Regions from separate parts of the Callithrix jacchus genome. Here region 2 is linked to region 1. Evidence: chromatin contacts called from public Hi-C data. All regions are on one chromosome and are shown on one strand. Each heading gives the region's core, a stretch centred on a gene start, on an enhancer-like site or on the middle of the called end of the contact. The rest is flanking DNA. Distances are from core to core; before and after follow the strand shown. Region 1 overlaps EXOG (exo/endonuclease G). Region 2 overlaps LOC118148843 (a long non-coding RNA gene).

Evidence for each region. A called contact is a pair of places that touch in the nucleus more often than the background predicts.
Region 2: a Hi-C map of skeletal muscle shows a contact between it and region 1, with 5 times the contacts expected there. The contact joins two enhancer-like sites. A contact is called at or near these places in 2 of 3 Hi-C or Micro-C datasets (both in skeletal muscle).

What each region holds. Positions count from the first base shown.
Region 1 is chr17:76,378,254-76,381,673 of calJac240_pri, reverse strand. The region is part of intron 5 of EXOG (exo/endonuclease G); the gene reads right to left. Among named protein-coding and RNA genes, the nearest start is that of EXOG, 25 kb to the right of the region's middle. Within about 2 kb of position 1,918, at least 2 of the 16 cell types and tissues checked have an H3K27ac peak or open chromatin away from gene starts, as enhancers often do. A contact at or near this core is called in skeletal muscle, where this site is marked.
Region 2 is chr17:76,703,799-76,707,331 of calJac240_pri, reverse strand. LOC118148843 (a long non-coding RNA gene) reads right to left here. Exons shown (of 3, transcript XR_004735859.3): 3 at 1,657-1,848. Among named protein-coding and RNA genes, the nearest start is that of SCN10A, 38 kb to the right of the region's middle. Within about 2 kb of position 1,936, at least 6 of the 16 cell types and tissues checked have an H3K27ac peak or open chromatin away from gene starts, as enhancers often do. A contact at or near this core is called in skeletal muscle, where this site is marked.

The DNA of each region.
Region 1 (3,420 bases), core at 669-3,168:
CCCATTGCTGCGAACTAGAGCTTCTAATCAGGCTCATTAAATTCCAGCCGAAAGTAAAGACGTTTGGCATTTTCAGTTCTCCAGCTTTACTTTACGGAAATCTGTCATTTCTACAGGTGTTTAAAAACTCATAAAGACTCGAAACAAAGGGATGGAGAAAGATTTACCAACCAAATGGAGAGCAAAAATAAATAAATAAAAAGCAGGAGTTGCAATTCTCACCTCTGATAAAACAGATTTTAAAGCAACAAAGATATAGTGGTAAAAGGATCAATGCAACAAGAAGAGCTAGCGAGCCTAACACCCAGATACATAAGAGCCATAAAGAGACTTAGACTCCCTAGACTCCCACACAATAATAGTGGGAGACTTATAGATCAACGAGACAGAAAATTAATAAGGATATCCAGGACTTGAAGTCAGATCCAGAACAAGTAAACTTAATAAATATTTATAGAGCTCTCCACTTTAAAGACACAAAATATACATTCTTGTCAGTACCACAGCGCACCTACTCATACGTTTAAATGAAATATCGATCGGCCATTATTAAGCACAATTATTGGCATAAGAGGTTTTCAATACCCATTTTTAGTATAAAGCAACATTCCCGTTCTCTCTCCCTCTTTTTCTTCCTCTTTCTTCCTCTCCTTCACTCCTTTTTTTTTCTTTCTTTCCTTCTCTCCTTTTTTTTCTAAAAAAAAAAAACTCTTAAAATTGCTAGGGGACTTCGATTCTACTTTTGAGAAACCTCATGGACACAGAAATTCCTATTAGGAACCACAGATGTGATCCTTCTACCCATGACCACCTCACAATATTTCAAAGGGGTAAAATACTATCCCTAGAACTAAGGAGAAAAATAAAAACTTGGCCATCACTCATCTCTTTTCATCTCTTTTCTGATTGTCTGCTCTGCTCTTAGGAAGCAAACATCTTTAATCTGTCTAATGCAGGGACAGGTCCTAGTTGGATATTCAGGGAAAAAAAACAGTTTCTTCCTTAAATTTAAGACACTTAAAAAAAGCAATCTTAAAATATTTTAGAGCTGTCTTCTTTAAAGATAACTCAACCTACATAATAATTTTTTTCTACTTTCGGAAAAATTGGGAGACTTCCAGAAATGTTTCTAAACACTAGTAGAGGTTTGGCGGGCTGGAAGCCCAGAGGGCTGGTCAGACCTGGCTTTCACTAAGCTGCAAGTCACGTCCACCCATTTCCTGTTTTTTCATTTATAAAATACATGATGGCTATCTCCATGGGTAGACTGCTATTTTCTGTTTTATAAATGCCTCTCTGATGGAATGATTATGAAGATACAATGACATGTTCGTTAAAAAAATTTTCAAAATCTATAAGACCTATATAAAAAGCTATTTTTGTAATGAACATCATTCAAAAGATACAACTGCATTTGGTACAAAAGTCGGTTTTACAGGGGGATAGTGGGAAACGTGTAATGAAGCGAGATTAGACTAGTTACAAGTCAACATTCAGGCTTCAGGGGAGAAAGCAACTTGGGCACAAATGATGTCCAGAACAGGACTCAGGCTTCACATAAACCAAGTCTAGTTAATCAGAGAGTCAGCAAACAACCCCTTTCATGTAAGATTTAGGTATGAAAATATAATGCAAAGGAAATCCTTGCTGCTTCTGAACCACCAAGCTGCCCTGAACTCTACGCAATACTGAGCAAAAACTGGAAGTCAACTGGGAGTTAACCAGAAAATACAATGCATAAGCTGGCACTCATTCGCAGCCTGAAGCTAGTTTTCTTATATGCTGGCCTGAGCTTGTTCCCTCCCATCCAAGAGACAGAAATGACAATTTGCCACCACCACCCGTGCCACCCAGCCCCAGAAGAGACCCACAACAAACAATATCACATTGAGCCTGCCATTTGTAAGGTCCTACATACAGTAACTGTGCCTCCAATAAACTATTAAGCAGCATCGAGAGGAAAAAGTATGTACCTGCTAGAATCAGACAGATATATTTGGTTACATTCCCCGGGTAAGACAAAAAAAGAAACTCCAAAAATAAAACTAGAGCGACAGATCAAGAGACCAAGCCCTTGAAAAGTCATGCCAATCAAGTGAAAGAAAGAAACCACGGGAGTCTGATAAACAACAAATCCGAACCGGAGTGGGAGAAGGAACAAGAAAAGTGAGGGTCACAAGGTGTGGTAAAGTCAACAAGAATGTGGTGCCCCCTGTGTTCTTTGTAAGTCCTCAGGAGATGCTTGCGTGGCAGCAGAAAGCCTGGAAGACGGTACCTCTCACGCTGGGTACCTGCTCCGGGCTAAAGGGTAGGAGGAGGCTGCTACGTTACGGTAGCACAAGCACCCTCTTTCTAGGCTGTCAGTAGTACTTGAAGATTAGGGTAAGGGTAGGGAGACAACCAGTAAAATAATTTAACTTTCATTAAAACAGATATGGAAATGAACAAAAGCATTCCCTAAATATAAAGCAAGAGACTTACAAATATATATATTACTCCTGTATCTCCAGGTGATGTCTCAAGACTCCTGAGAGCACTTTTAATTTCCTCCCCTTGTAATCCCAGCACTTTGGGAGGCCGAGGAGGGTGGATCACGAGGTCAAGAGATCGAGACCATCCTGGTCAGCATAGTGAAACCCTGTCTCTACTAAAAATACAAAAAATTAGCTGGGCATGGTGGCGCGTGCCTGTAATCCCAGCTACTCAGGAGGCTGAGGCAGGAGAATTGCCTGAACCCAGGAGGCGGAGGTTGCGGTGAGCCGAGATCACGCCATTGCACTCCAGCCTGGGTAACAAGAGCGAAACTCCGTCTCAAAAAAAAACAAAACAAAATTTCCTCCCCTTAGGGTTAGTACAGTGGAAGTTTGCAAAGTACTGCTATAAAACAACACAGATTGTTAAATATTTCTAACATTACCACCACCACCAAGTTCTAAAATCTGAAGCTCACTTTCTTGTCAGGCCATTTATAATGTCCACGCCAGAATCTTCAGGTATGTCTCACTTGTCTGGAATCAATCTCTTCTTGAAACAGGAACATCAGAGAAAGCACACGGATGACCTCAGCTATAATAAAGGGGGAAAGCACACGGATGACCTCAGCTATAATAAAGGGGGAAAGCACATGGATGAACTTAGCTCTAATAAAGGGGGAAAGCACATGGATGACCTCAGCTATAATAAAGGGGGTGACTCTGATTAGAGCTGTCAGATGACTCACTTCTGATAAAATCACTGCTACGAATCTTCCCTCCGGCTCACATTCACTCAAGTTCTATAATGATGTGATCCTTTCCTACATATTCTAACAGACATTTCTGCCTGGCTATAAGGAATCCTCCTCTTGGCCCATTTTCTGTTATTTTTGCATGCCAGCAAATATCACTTGCAACTGCTATCTCTCCACACCATCTTTTATGA
Region 2 (3,533 bases), core at 687-3,186, 330 kb before region 1:
TTCCCTATTCCCCTTCCTGTCTAAGGATGGAAATGGTCTCCAGCTACTGCTAGTCTCTGAGTGCCTAACATCCTTACTTCCTGGGTAGCCAGTCTCCGGGATGGCCCCTGCGGGTCTTTGCCTCCTGCTATTCATCCCCCTTGAATAGTCTCTCCCACATTGTCCCTGGTTTGTTTCGTATGACTTGGTTTGAGGCAGACAGCAGTAGTGATGGGGGTGTCAGACTGAGACTTCTGTCTTTACCCTCTGGCTTGCTTTCTCTTGGATCATTCACTCTGGGGAAGGCAGGCCACCAGGTTGTGAGTAGCCCTGTGGAGACGCCCCCATGGCAAAAAAGAAAGAAAGAAAGAAAGAGAGAGAGAGAGAGAAAAAGAGAGAGAGAGAGAGAAAGAAGGAAAGAAAGAAAGAAATCTAACTAATAGCCAGCAAGGAAGTGAAATTTGTCAACAATCCCCAAAGTGAGCTTGGAAACAGATCCTGCAGTTCCCATCTCATCATGAGAAGACTTGAGATGCCCGTAGCCCTGCAGACGGCTGGACTTCAGCCTTGTGAGAGACCCCGAGCCAGAACCACCCAGCTAAGCCACTCTCAAATTCTCACTTCTTGGAAACTGTGAGAGATAATAAATAGTTGTCGCTTTAAGCTGTAATGTATTGGGGTGATTCGTTACGTAGCAGTAGACAATTAATGTAATTCCATCTATACTTCTAGAAATAGTCACTTTACTAAAGTTTCCTGAACCATCTGAGACAGACTCTGCTTTCTGATTCATATAGAGGCTCACCATGGCTGTCACTTAACCAGTGCAAGAGAAAAAGTTCAACATTTTAACAGTGCTATGATTGCACGGTGTCTTCCCTCTGAATGTCTTCCGACTCATCACTTGAAGATCTGGGAGGTCCAAGGAGGCGCCCCCATGCTCAAGGAGAGTCTTGGAAAGGGCAGAGCCGGGGGCCCGGGAGGGAATAGAGCCAAAGGGTTAGAGGAGAAAAGGAAGAAGAGAAGGAAAGGGAAGGCAGACACGGAGCTAGATGGCAGAATAAAAGATTCAGGCCTGAGTTAGTCCACAAGAAATTAGGAGAGGCATCTTCTGGAACTCCACCTGTTGTGCAATGAACCCTACCTAAGTCGTCCAGTGGGATGGAGATGAGAGCTAGAGAGAGACCAGTACAGGTAACAGTCCCTAGACTGATAGTTCTGTGTGAGTAATTTAGCATTATTTCCAGATGAGTTTTCCCTGAGGCACCAAATCCTGACTCTCTCCAGCTCTCAGCCTCACGGTATTGTTCATCTCTACAAGCCAGCATGCCAGCAGTCCCCGGGGCCCCACTGAGGAGCCCCGCCTAGAGGAGATGGGCAGCGTCCCCCATCGTGGGCGGGACACTTTCCTCTCTGCAGTTGGCCAGGGCCAGCAGCCAGGCACTAACACAGGGGGCCCTTTGTATGGCTGTGCGGCCTCAGGGTGCCCTCTGTGAGTCATTTCCTGTTATTCTCATTGAGGAAGTCCTGCCATTCTTTAGAGCAAAATTTGACATTTTTACAGGACTTACTTCTGTGGCCTTTTGGTCAAGAGAAAAGGCAGGGATCCTTTCATTTATATTTACAAAGCCATTAATTGGCTCCTTTATAAAATTAGACTCCATTATAAGCTCAATTGGAGTGGGAGCATAGCTTTATTTAGTCCAAAACATCAAACGGTTTTAAAGGGCTCTTTTTTAACAGCCAAGTGTTCGGTGGCAAGCAGACTGGTGAAGTAGGCTGCACTCCCTTCTGCTGCTGAAAATGCAGGAGATGTCGACTCTGGTGTGCTCGCTGCTCACTGATGCACCTCAGGTGTGCCCAGCTACCCTGGAGAGAGAGAAGGGAATATGGAAGGCACCATCGAGAGCCATCCCCAGGTCCCCGCCTGCAGCTCCTGCTTCTGTCTTCAGGTACCCATCTAGCTCCAGCAAAGTACCAGGCTTGGAGGAATCCCCAAGCCTGATCCCCACTCCAGTCCAAGCCCAGGCACAGACAGTACTGGCTGCTCAGCTCACCACACTCGCTGCTCCCTGACCCTGTGGTCTGCCAGGCACTGAGCCTTCCAGAGCTTACCTCCACTCAGCCCAGGTCACAGAGCTGCAGGGATCAGCCGTCTCCCATCACTCACACCACAGTCTGGGACCTTGGAACCAGTCGCCTAAGTTACTTTGATTTCTCTCACTCCAGGGCACACAGAGCATTGAGAGCTGATGAGATGAAAGCGGGTCCAACACTACAATTTATGAAGCAGGAATCTGAGCCAGACTCCTCATGTTACAGGTGGAAAGACTGAGCCCAGAGCAGGAGTGTGGCTTTCTCCTGATGCTTAAATCAGGCTGGAGGAAGTGTTTCAGGTAGGCTCACCTGCCTCCTGTCACCTCACTTATGATACAGGCCCCAGCCCTTTAGGGAAGTCAAACTTTAACATGCACATGATTCACCCAGGATCTTGTTAAAACACAGAGTGTGATTCAGTAGATCTGTGGTGAGCCGAGAATCTTGACTTTGTCGCAGCTCTCAGGTGGTGCCAATGCTGTCGGTACACGGACCCCATTTGAGTAATAAGGTCCCAGACAATGGCAATGCTATGGTTTGTCCCTTCCAAAGCTTGTGTTGAGATTTAGTTGCCACTGTAACAGTACTAAAACGCATACTTTTGAGAGGTGGTTAGGCCACGAGGGCTCTGCCCTCACAGGTGACATTAATGCCCTTACAAAAGGGTGAATTCAACCCCCTTTGGCCTTTCTCTCTCTCTGCCTTTTCACCATGCGATGACACAGAAAGAAAGCCCTCACCAGATGACAGCATCTTAATCTTGGATTTCCCAGCCTCCAGAGCTGCAGTGAAATACATTTGTTCTTTATAAATTGCCCACTCTTGGATATTCTGTTATGGCGGCACAAAGCAGACTAAGACAGGCAGTAAGAGCATTGGCTTGGTGACATCAGGAAGCATCAATATTCTATGACTGGCTGTTACATGCATTTCCCTTCCCTGAGGCTCACAGCCATCAAAGGGCACAGCCAAGCCAGAGGCATCTATTTCCCACATGCCCAGTTGCTTTCCTACCTGAGGTCGCCTAGAGAAGAGCTGTGCGGTTAAGACTGCTGTTGAAAGAGAAAAAGTTTAGAACAGTGACAGACTTTTTTTTAAAGATTTCTGATAGCGGACGTCACTTACGGCTTAGTTTCTGTGGAAATGCTTCCCAGGGTTGCCTTTGGCTACAGAGACCAAAGCCAGGCCAAGGCGAAGCAAAGCTGTGGCAAAGAGGGCGGAGAGTGTGCTTCATATACATTCCCCCCTTTTTCTTGTTAAAAGAAATCTGATTTTCCTGGAGGCATCAAAGTGCCCAGCTTTAATAACTGAAAATTCTATTCTCCCTTGAAGCTAGGAATGGAATTTCACTAAGTTCTGGCCAAAGAAGAAGAAAAATCAGTGGGTATATGCTCTTGTATCCTTCACCTTCTCTTACTTCTTGCTGCCTGGAATTCAGATGTGAGGGTGGGACTCCA